Regions from separate parts of the Anser cygnoides genome. Here all the other regions are linked to region 3. A link is a contact called in public Hi-C data. All regions are on one chromosome and are shown on one strand. The core of a region is the stretch at or near the end of the contact, and the rest is flanking DNA. Distances in the headings are between cores, read along the strand shown. Region 1 holds the start of SYDE2 (synapse defective Rho GTPase homolog 2). Region 2 holds the start of BCL10 (BCL10 immune signaling adaptor). Region 3 holds the start of SH3GLB1 (SH3 domain containing GRB2 like, endophilin B1).

Region 1 (3,926 bases), core at 1,108-3,607, 410 kb after region 3:
TGAATTCGACCTTTTTGCTTGTGTGATCATTTACAATTCTCATGTCCTCAACTCACAAAAGATTAAGTAATAAATTGGCAAAATCTTGGTCTGGTGATGAAAAAAAAAAACTTGTAAAATCATTTCTCGTGTACAGGAAAATACTGCTTGCTATTTGTTTAAAGTCATACTGTATTTAACCAGTCCTAAATATTTGTCAGTCTCCTAGTAAGTCTCTTCTATTCCCATTCTGTTGAAGTCACTTCTGCATTTTGCAGAAAGCCTGGTAAAGCAAATCACGTTCTGCACTGTGTGCTTTGCAGCTCCTGAACAAAACAGGCTGAGCTGAAAACAAAAGCTCGGCTTTGACTCTTACTCCACTGGCTCAAGTTAGTTCCAGCCAGATCCTTAATGTTATTTTATCCGCAGGTTTTTTTTTTCTGTGATCAGTGCCAACTCTATTGGGCAAATACAGGATGCATAGGGATTTAAAAAAAAAAAATCCATCTGCCAACAAGAAAAAGTGCTTTGTAACCACAGTTTGGAATGGAAACAGTTTTCTATGATACAGATCAAACTGTGTTTATAGACTCAACTATTGGCAGCTTTTCACTGAGCCATTTCCTGTGTGCCTACTGCAGAGAGGAATCATTTAAATGCTTAAACTAACATTTAAGACCATAGAGAACACGAGGAAAACTCTGTGTGAAGCAGCACAGAAAACACAATGATGTTGAATTTTCTTTTGTTTCCATAGGTAATACTCATGGGAGAATGCAGTACTGCAAATCAAACGTGGGTAGTCCACTTCTTTATGGGATTTGGTCCTTACTCTGGCTAGCATGTACTTTCTAATATTATTCTAATTGCTAAAGGAAAATATCCAAGTGACAAAAACTTCCCAAAAATGGCATCTAAAGAGGAACTTGCTTCCAGTTACTTACAGCTAGCTGCCATACAGCAAGTTGTTACTCATTAGGGAGCTGATTTAGACAGCCTAACGCACGGGTAGGCAGGCAGGAAGCTGATTTGCTGTTAGAGCAGGTGGGGAGTCTGCAGGTATGAAGGTCACAGTCGAGGGAGGTTAGGACATGGTATGTTTGCTCCGCTTGAAGTGGTTACATTAACTTTTTCTTTCAGGAAAAGCACAGTTCACCTAGGAGATATTTTGAATCCTTTCAGTGTTCTCCTCCAGTCATCAAATGCCTGCCCTTTGCTTTAGGCACACATCTGCTGGTGGCACAGCTGACCCCCTGATAGCATCAGCAAGGTCAGTGCTGCGGTGCCTGTGCAGGGTTTTACCCAGGAAATCACTGGTGTTCTGCTTGGCTGGAGCTCCTTCCTTGTATCCGAGCCATGCCTCGGCCAGGGAGGGCGGCAGCCCAGATGTGAGGGGAAATTTGGGGTCGAGGGAGTGACCGAGGTGGGCCGAGGCCTCTGGAGCTCCTCCACATCGTGTGTGTACAGGTCTCACTGGCCTACTGCAGTTAGTGTTTTACATATTAAGACTTAAAATTTGAATCTAATTTTGTTCTTCAGAAAAACTCACTTTCAAACGTAATTAAATCACTCTCAAAACTTGGTAAGCAAGAAAATCTGTGAATGCATGCTATGCTCGTGAGCTGCAGTGGTTTTCTCCAGAACCTAGGGAGCATTTCCTGTGGCCCGGTATTTGGTTGTTTGTAGGGTACAGCATATGGAAAGCTGCCAGAGATTTCCTGAAGTTGTCTGTAATGCAATGAAGAGCACGAGGTGTAAGCTTGTGTGGATGTTAATTAACAAAAGCCGTCTCAGGATTTTATCTTGGTAGCAAATCGGCAGCGTACCTTTTCCCAAGGTTGGTGGGGAATGCATGCTCACTGATGGAACTGATGGGAGATGTGTGAGCAACGCACACACCAAAACCAAAGCTTTGCCCAGGGAAGCGGCCTCAGCACGTTATTTTTGCTGTCCGAATGCCATTTGTCTTTTTCCTCTGTGGCATTTGGCTGGAATACTGAAGGCTACTGCAGGCTACCGCTGCCTCACCGGTGTTGCTGTGCCGAGGGGCTGAGGCCAGGGCCCAGGCAACCACCTGAAGACTTGCCGGGGAGCGAGCACGGCGCGTTTGAAGCCCACAGCTTTGTCTCTTTGGGGCGAGGAAAACATTTAACATCAAGGGACAAGAGGTATTCAAAACACGCGGCGAGCCGCCGGCCGCGCACGGCGAAGCTCGGGGCCGGGGGCGGCCCGGGCCCCCCCCCCTCACCTCAGGGGGCCGCGCGCTGAGGCGGGCCCCGGCCCCCAGCGCCCCGCGGGGAGCGGCCCCGGGGCGGGCGGGCGGGCGGGCGCGGGGCGGGGGCATGCGCAGTGCGGGCGGCCTCTCACCCCGCTCAGCTATGCCAAGTATGTGCAGCGGCGGCAGCCGGGGGCGCGGAGCCTCGCCGCCATGGGGCAGCGCGGCCGGGGGCCGCCGCCGCTCCTCCCGGGGGCCGCCGGCAGCCGCACGCCGCCGGGCAGCGGGCGCTGAGGGCGGGCAGCGAGCGGGCAGGCATGGCCGAGCCGCTCCGCAGGACCCTCTCCAAGCTCCGCGGCAGGAGGTCCCAGCGCGGGGCGGCGGGCGGCGGGCACCGGCACGGCGGGACCTGCGCCCCGCAGGGTAAGTGAGAAGCCGCCGAGAGGAGGGGTTCGGTCTCCCGGATCCTCTGTGCCGCCCCGCGGGGGCACCGCGTGCGGCTCGGAGCTGGCAGCAGCCGGCCCGCCGGGTGAGCCCGGGGAGGCTCCGGCCGCCGGCTCGCCCTGCCGGGGCAAGGCGGCCCCGCGCCCGGCCCCCAGAGCTGCCTTCAGGTGCGCCGGTCCGTGGCGGCTCCTGTGAGGTACAGCTGAACAGAAACAGCCCTAAAACCGAGGGGGTTTAAGCTGGAGCTGCCAGCACCCAGGTGGATGAAGTAGTGAGTTATTTACCGCGGTCTGGAAGCGTCTGCCTTGCGTCCAGACCTTGGGAAGCCTCCAGCTCTGGTGAGAGCAGAGGCAGTCCGCTTCGGCACGTCCAAGTTTAGGTCTTGAACCAGCCCTCAGCGGCAGCATCTTCGCGTCAGTCCTTCTTCGTCTCGGGAGTAAAATTTCTTAGGAATAATTGGTTCTTGAGTGCAGACCGCTGTTCTGTGTGGGTCCCCACGCGCTTTCTTATCATATGACCGTTTGCTGTTCTTTGGCTTGCGGCTGTTTGTCATTCCTTGGCTTTTGTTGTCTCCGTTTTTTTTATATTACACAATGCATTTGAAAGCTAACAGATCAAACTTTAGCCTCGCTGTTGTGCCATTTAAATCCGTAATGCCATTTAAATCCGTAAACATAAAAACTACGTGCGATGGTTTTACCGAGAGCCTCGGGGAGGAGAGCGCGTTGCCGTGGCCGTTGCTCCGAGCCGAGGGCTGCGGATCGTCCTGACCCGTACGTGGGGAGGCTGGGACGAGCCGCTCCCAGCGCCTTACAGCCCGAAAAGCAGCGCCCAGCATCGTGCTGAAATGTTTCATGTGTGCGCGTAATAGGCAGGATATTTATCCTGACCTCAGCTGAGCTGAAACGTTGAGGCGCTGGTTCTGAAAGCGTCTGTGGTGTTACCGTAATGTTTGAGCTTTAACTAGCGATTTATTTAATCTTCTGTAGAAAGAGTGGAAGGTGAACTGAACCTCCAACTCCTACTTATTTATGTACTTTCAGTGCTGTATCAAGGCCTGTTGGGGAGGAGCTGTCGTCTTGCTCTCTGTTTGTGCTGGGTCTGCCTGGCGGAGGCCTGGCCAGCTTTTGGGGATGCCCTACATCCTGGGAGCAGAGCACTAGCACAGGGCAGGCGGCGTCCCTCCGAATGGAGCTTTGCTCTGGAGCAAAAAGCGTGTTCGTCGCTTGCATAGCTCCGAAAGGTTCCTATTTGTTTGAATTTGTCTCGTTACTATAACAGCTCACGA
Region 2 (3,456 bases), core at 62-2,561, 380 kb after region 3:
CTGATGTGAATCATCATCCTTGATTAATATAAATAATAAGATGAAATCCCAAACCAAAAAAGGAGATGAGACACTGAACTGCCCACATAAAGCATTTGATAACAACTGTCAGGCTGTATGACAGAGAAGGTCAGTGCAGAAGATCTTGTGGTTAATAGCTCAGCAACGGGGTTTGAATTACTCATCAGTATTTTTTTTTCTATGACCAAGCTTAGATCAAATGAAGGAGCTGCAATGTGCATTGAAGATCTTTCACGGTTATTATCTTTACTGTGAGTTTAGAAAGATCTGTGTTATGTGGGTTTCTCTCTTTAACAATGTGAACACAGTATCTCTCTCTGCAATGAAAATGTGAATGCATACTGTACTTCTAAGATAATCTTGAATTCTTCCATTTCTGCATTTTTGTCATTTCCATGCTAATATAATCCTTTTTGGTCTTAAATAGATGCCACTGTATGAAGCTGTTCTCTGACTTTTTGGGTGTTTTCCATGTAATAGGTACAGAGGTCATAGGCAGCACCATGTCCAGTTTTAAAAATAAATATTCAGTGAAATGCAGAACAGGAATCTGCTTTTTCTGTTTGATCACAGCAAATTGGGGATGAAATATGGAAAAAAAATCAGCTTTTGATTTCACTCATCTTCTTAAACATTATATCAATGAAGTCAGAGCCAAATTGCTTTGATAGAAAATACTGGCATTCATGTAGAATCATTTTGGGAAAATAATTTACTATTTAAGATTCTCTATTTTTGTTTTTATCAGTAAGGAAGCTGAAAAGATAAGACTGCTTAAAGAATGGTATTTGTTAAGTGATTGTGAACAAAGTATCATTGGACCTCGTGTATTTTCAGAAAAGTTTTAACTGGACGTATGATGTAACTTGTTTAGAGTTGCATGTGAATCGTGTTAGTCACTGTTTTACATTGTATTGTTCTGCAGTGCACAAATATGACTACTGAACACAGAAGTGTTACATTTCATCAAACTGAAAATCTTGTTGCAGTATATAGTTTCCCACTTTTTGTGCCAAAAACATCAGTACATTCCATAATCTATTCTAATAGAGGTTTGCACTTTGATTTTTTTCTTTCTTTTTGTGATCCTTGCAGTTTCATTACTATATATCCCCATCACAATGGAATAAAGTGTCAATTGTACTGTGAACTATGTAGTTTTTGCCTCTTATTTTGAAACAGCAAGCACATGCATTTAATTTCATACTGTTCCATGCCATCTTTTTATTTGGAAGCTTGCTACATACCTAGAAATAAAGCCAGTAATAGACACAAGTACTAAACCTTTAAGCCTGTTAGAAGAAATCGTGACTCTTTAAAAACAAATCATGATTTCAGACTTACCTTTAAGAATAACGTAGATAGAGGAGGTACTGGCTAAGTGTGCTAGATGCAATGATTGCGATTGATGTTATTCTCCAAGATAACTAAATAGATGTTATTGTAGTACAGTATTTTTCTGTAGTGTGTGTATTTACTGCAAGTTACAACAAATGAAACGACTAAGGTATAGTGGCATGATCATTGTTTTAATTCTTTATGTAGCTCTTATATCTTTTCCTCCTGCAAGATGTCAAGAGAGTTGACAGCGTTTCAGGCGTTGCTTTGTGGTAATATGACAGATGGCTGCGTGTTTTATATCTAAATACCACTGGCTGCATGCTGTAGATGATGCAGGTGGGGTTAATCTCTGCTTGTACTCTTGTGCTCTAATATGACTAGACTGATACCAGGAGTAATGATATTAGGAGACGCGCAGCTACACCCACCTCCACGGGGCCTAGGGTAAGTGCTCGTAGGCCTTCAGTGCCACCGTGTGGCAGTCAAAGTTTTAATTGTTCAGGGCTTCAGTATTGTTGCTTCAACTCTTTATTTAGGAAACCCAACATAAAATAACAGTACTGGAGCGAAAGAATTACATCAATTCCACACCGTACAGTTTGGCTAGTAATAGGACTTTAAACAGACTATAATCTAATAGAGCCTCCTGCTGGAGAAGCAAGGATGAGGAAATATTTTGTTTACGGCTGATGTAAGTATAGCCTTTGTACTAATTTACAGGAGTTAAAAGTAAGATTTTTATAATACGGTATTTAAATTGGTGCTACCTCTACTGTGGTAGCTTGGCGCAATTACTTAATATAGTAAACTGCATCATTTATACGCATCTTTGTGTACGCATGTCTACAGGAGAGAGTTGGTACTAATTTACTTGATTTTTTTTCTAAATGGCAAACTTCTTTGACTCAGAAATTTATTCTATATCAACACGACATATATACATAATCATATAAACCAATGTGGTGTCCAAAATCTTCTCACCTCCCTCTAAAAAAAAGTTGTAACTCACTCCTCATTGAGGCTCGCTTCTCAATATTGAACTGATGCTAACCTCCTGAAATAAATTTCATACTGAGAGTAGTCTTCTTCCAGCTGCCTGGACCATTAATTCTTTTTTTCTTTTTTTTTGGCAGTAAATCTGCTAAAATCTATTCTATTCTGGTATTCTCTAACCACATGCCCTCCTCCCTGATTGCTTAAGTTAATTCCTTTTAGTTTGCCTCATGCTGGCCTACATGGCTGAGGAATCCAGAAGCCCAGCTCTCCAGACGTCACGTGGCTTTGAACTGCACCTCTCGCTGAGCAAGGTTATTAATAAATACCCTAGGTCCAGAATGCACGATAGCTATTTTTATCAAAGCGTTGTAGAGAGCCAGCGAAGCCTACAGCAGCGTTCGTTCGCCTTGGAGAGAAGGAGCCAGAGGGCGTTTGGTTTAACGGGCGAGGACGGACTCAGGGGCCGGGGGGCACCGGCCTCCGCCTCGGCCGTGCCACAGCCGCCTCGCTGGGAGCTCCGCGCAGCCTGAAACCTTCCGGAGCCGTTCTGGGGACTGTGACGTTAACGCCCGGCTCGGCAGGGATCAGCTCTGGGCCAGGTAAGAAGGGTGAGTATCCCCTGGGCGTGCGTCAGTGTTCTGAGCGGAACCAGCGTGCTTTTTGGGGAGCCGGATCGGCCGGCAGCGCGAGGCAGACACCGGCACCGTTACGCCTCGGGTAGCGAGGCAGCGGCAAGGCAGAGCGGGCGGGGACGAGCTCGGCCCCGACCCCCTGCGGCGGCCCGGCGCGCGGCCGCCATCTTGTGAGGGCGGGGGGTGAGCGCGGCCCCGCCTCCCCGCCCCCTGCCCGGCCGCCCTCCGCCGCGGGGCGGTGCCACCGCGCATGCCCGGCGGGGCGGGCGGGGCCCGGGCCGGAAGCGGTGCCGGGGGCGGCTTTCCGCGGCGGCGGCTTCCGCGATGGAGGCCGCGGGGTCGGGCCCGGCCTCGGCGGCGGCGGGGCGGCCGCTGACGGAGGACGAGATGGCCGACGTGAAGAAAGAGGTGAGCGCCGCCGCGGGGCTGGGCGGGACGGGGCCGGGCGGCGCGGCCCGGCCCGGCC
Region 3 (3,656 bases), core at 552-3,051:
CACTGCAAAATTTCTAGAAGGAGAAGTTACATCAAGACAGCCTCTAACTTCAGGTAGAAGTCACGGACAATAGAAGTGTTCCTACTACTAAAGAGGAAAAGCCCAGCTCATTCCCATCTGCTATACATGCAGCTTGTCAATTACAGGGCCTGGCAAGAGGAAGGACACATTCCTACTACTACACTCTGTGGCATTATTTATTTTACCTCTAATACTACGCTTGTTTTCTGCTTTGCTCCACAAATTGGAACTGCTGCAAGATTCACTGAGAACAAGTCATTCAAAGCATTTTCTACTTGACAGAAGAAAGGACAGTTTTGGGATGCAGACAGCTGGTAGGCTCAACTTTGCCATAGATTATGAATGTAGAAATGAATATAGCAGTCTGAATATGGAATAATCTCTGGAACATGAGCATCAGGTGCTTGTTAGTAAGAGTCCCAATCCCCTTGGAACAGAAAAGCCTGTGAAACCTCTAACAAGGTGTTCACTGTCTTGTAAGATGGCTGAAGTAAGTTGAAATGGAAGTTAAGTGGCTTTCTTACACATCATTTTATGCCGCTGAACTGTTTCATTTGTTTGTTTCTAATATCAAAGGAACTACTGTCAGATTACACCACATTATCCAATGATGCCCAAACATAAAAAAACGAATCCACAAACAGATTGCCTCTCAGTCTCATCTGTAGGCCTCCCATAGCCAGTAACACAAATAAAGAAACAAAACAGGAGGAGCAGCAGTAGCACACACAGCATTAGCCACTCGGACTGCAATAATGTGTGAAGGATTCGCTCCTCCCCCTCAGGGGCTTCATTACGCTTCTCATCTGAGGAGAAGGTGACAAAAATCGCAAGGTCCCGCCACAGGCTCTTACAATGAGGGGTGAACTTCACGTCCCTTTTTCCCTTGGCCAGCAAGAAAAGCTGAAGGGGCGGAGGCTGGAAAGGAAGACAGGCTGGGAAGCACGCAGCCCTGACAGAAGCCGGGGAAGGGGGGGCATGGAAAGACCTCCATCACAAAGGAAAGCCACAACTACTACTTGGAGTTCATTGCAATCGGAGCAACAATGTTTTCTGATGAGGTTGTATTTTCAGAGCTCTGCTGCTGATTGCTGGTTCTGCTTGAACACGGAGATTTAGGCCAATACATCAGCCTGATCACACCAGATAACCGCTTTAATCCCGTGCCAAACCTGACCGTGACCCACGGAAAAATCACAAGAAACCACAGCGAATTACTACGCTCTGCTCGGACCTCCACCTCCCCACAGGAAATCTGGTCAGGTTTGATTATGTAAAGGAAGAGGATTACGGCTCAAGACAACGGCGAAGGAACAAAAGCCAATTACAGTGCCCTCAGCGCGAAGAAAGGGGAAAACCGATTCAGAAACAATAGGCTGCCCAACGAGCCCCGAACCAGCCCACCCCCGGCAGACAGCAGCCTCGGCGCGTCCCGTCGGAGCCCCGCTTCCCCGGGCGGAGCCGCAGGAGCACCGGGCTGCCCCCGCCTCCCCCGGGCCGGGCCAACGCCCCGCGGCGGCCTCACGGAGCCCAGTCACGGCGGTGCCCCCTCCGCCCCACCCCACCCCGCGGGGCGGCCCTACCTGCACGGCGCGGCTCAGGAAGGTGCCCGCGTCGGCCGCCAGCTTCTTCACGTTGAAGTCCATGATGTTCATCTTGCGGCGGCGGCACGGCGCTGACTCAGCTCCGGCGGCCGCCGCCGCTCCCGGCCCGGCCCGGCCCTGTGGGGAGCCGCCGGGGGGAGGGCCCGGGCCCGGCGCCGCCGCCGATTGGGCGCGGCCGCGGCGTCAGGCGCAGGGCCCGGATCGGCCGCGCAAGGGACGACGGCGGGCGCGGCGCCGGGGCGGGAGCGGGCGGGAGCGGGCGGGCGGCGCTTCCCGCCGCTGGGGGCGGCCCGGAGGCGCCGTGCGGGGTCGCGCCTCGCGCCCCGCCTGAGGGAGCCGCCCGCCGTTACCGCCCGCCTCAGGGCGTTCTGTGAGAGCCTGAGCCGGGCACAGCCTGGAAGCGGTCGTTCAGAAACTGTTGGTTTTGTGCAGAGACACAACCGTAAAGTAGCGGCAGAACATCGCAGGAGTATTTGAAAACGCCTCGAGTATCATAATGTAACTTAACGCCACCAATAAAGCAAGTTAGAAGAAAACAGTCACTGCTTTTAATAATTTTTCCACTATTTTAGCATCCCTCATTGTTAGTTTTGAATGCTCAGGAAGGAAAAAAGGACCTTTGGCATGGGCTAGCTAGTTTGAAATGTTCACAAGGTGTTATCATTAGCCATGAATTAATATTCCCTGCTTGAAAGTGAACCTGGTCATTTGGCGAGGTAATTCACCAGCTAATCCCAACGTTAAGTAACCCCAGGCTAGGTTTGATAAAGTTGGAGGAAATCCTAGGGCACGAAGGCAGGAAGTGAATTCCAGAACAAGGAAGTAACCGGAAGAACCAACACAATCTTTCTTAAGTGCTGGTCAGATTCCAGGAATTAAAGCCAAAACAAAAGCCAAGCAGTGTCAAGTTCCCCTTGTACCCATAGCACTGCTGCTAAGGAGAGGGCCTGAAAGCTACTGTATGCGTGCGTTTGTTTACCTGAGCGTGTTCTACCACTTTCAGCTTTTATCATGTCACTTACATAATAAACACCTATGTGTGTAACTGTTTATATACAAAAAGTATATGGCATGTTTGTTTCCATTTCTTAAAAGGAGTTCTACTAGCATAATAAGGTCTCAGGAGTCTCTGGTGTTGGAGGAGACAGTGCTGTGCTCTAGGTGGTCATGTAAGAACTGGTTAGTATGTCTTGTGATATCAGCATACAACGTGTGAAAAGACAGAAGCATCAAAGATTTTACATTTGGAGACGCAAATGTAATTCTTTTCATAGCTTTCATTGGTGTTGCCAATAGCTCCCAGTGGCGTCCCACAACAAGACAGAGATACTGAACAACTGAGTGCAGGGGTGCCTGACGCTGAGGCAGAAGCATCACCTCAGGTGAGAGGTACCCCAGGAATGCCTGGGACAAGTGGTGTGTTCAGGCTGGAATTCACAAAAGCCGACGTGGTCTAGCTCTGGCCAGAACAAAATACTGCTTAGTCTTCTGTGAACCTTGCACCGTGTTGCTGCCCATGGCGTATAAACCTCACCAACCAGAGAGGAAAGTGCTGCCCTCTATGGCGTATTGACAGCCTTGACACTCACCTCTTTCCTTCAGAAAATGGGGAGATACCTCTCCTTTCCTTGGAAGAGGAGGAAGAGTCTGATCTATTAAGCCCCCAAGGGTTAGAGCGCTCTTGTAGGCTTTGGAATACCTACTTTTAATTGTTTCTTTCCTAGGGAGTGCTAAACACAACAGTCCCACTTCTTAGGACTGTGACTTTAATAGACAGTACTTCCACCTTTAGCAGATGGGCTGTTTGGCTTATGTGGGGCACTGAATGTTATTTTCAGTTCCCCCTTTCAACATCCTTCCTCTTTTCTCGAATGTTAAAGCAGTTGGAGTGTGAATGAGAGGGAGAAAATAACTCTCTGGCTAATGGTTACTACACTTCTCAAAGAGGAAGATCTGTTTTAGTGAATGTTTATATATTTCGTATAAATCAGTCCTAATCTGGATATATTTTCCCCATTTTATCTTACAATA

What was found. Hi-C and Micro-C count contacts between places; a contact is called where the count stands out from the background.
Region 1: a Hi-C map of liver shows a contact between it and region 3, with 2.6 times the contacts expected there. The contact joins the promoter of SYDE2 here to the promoter of SH3GLB1 in region 3. A contact is called at or near these places in 2 of 7 Hi-C or Micro-C datasets (both in liver).
Region 2: a Hi-C map of liver shows a contact between it and region 3, with 3 times the contacts expected there. The contact joins the promoter of BCL10 here to the promoter of SH3GLB1 in region 3. A contact is called at or near these places in 3 of 7 Hi-C or Micro-C datasets (granulosa cells and liver).

Annotation. Positions count from the first base shown.
Region 1 is chr8:18,653,611-18,657,536 of Taihu_goose_T2T_genome, forward strand. SYDE2 (synapse defective Rho GTPase homolog 2) reads left to right here and starts at 2,358. Exons shown (of 7, transcript XM_048059016.2): 1 at 2,358-2,617. The coding sequence starts at 2,512. It overlaps C8H1orf52 (chromosome 8 C1orf52 homolog), which reads left to right. Exons shown (of 5, transcript XM_067001239.1): 5 at 1-2,229.
Region 2 is chr8:18,622,313-18,625,768 of Taihu_goose_T2T_genome, forward strand. It overlaps BCL10 (BCL10 immune signaling adaptor), which reads left to right and starts at 1,312. Exons shown (of 3, transcript XM_013178014.3): 1 at 1,312-2,957. DDAH1 (dimethylarginine dimethylaminohydrolase 1) reads left to right here. Exons shown (of 6, transcript XM_048059284.2): 6 at 1-1,171.
Region 3 is chr8:18,241,517-18,245,172 of Taihu_goose_T2T_genome, forward strand. It overlaps SH3GLB1 (SH3 domain containing GRB2 like, endophilin B1), which reads right to left and starts at 1,802. Exons shown (of 11, transcript XM_048058911.2): 1 at 1,605-1,802. The coding sequence starts at 1,676.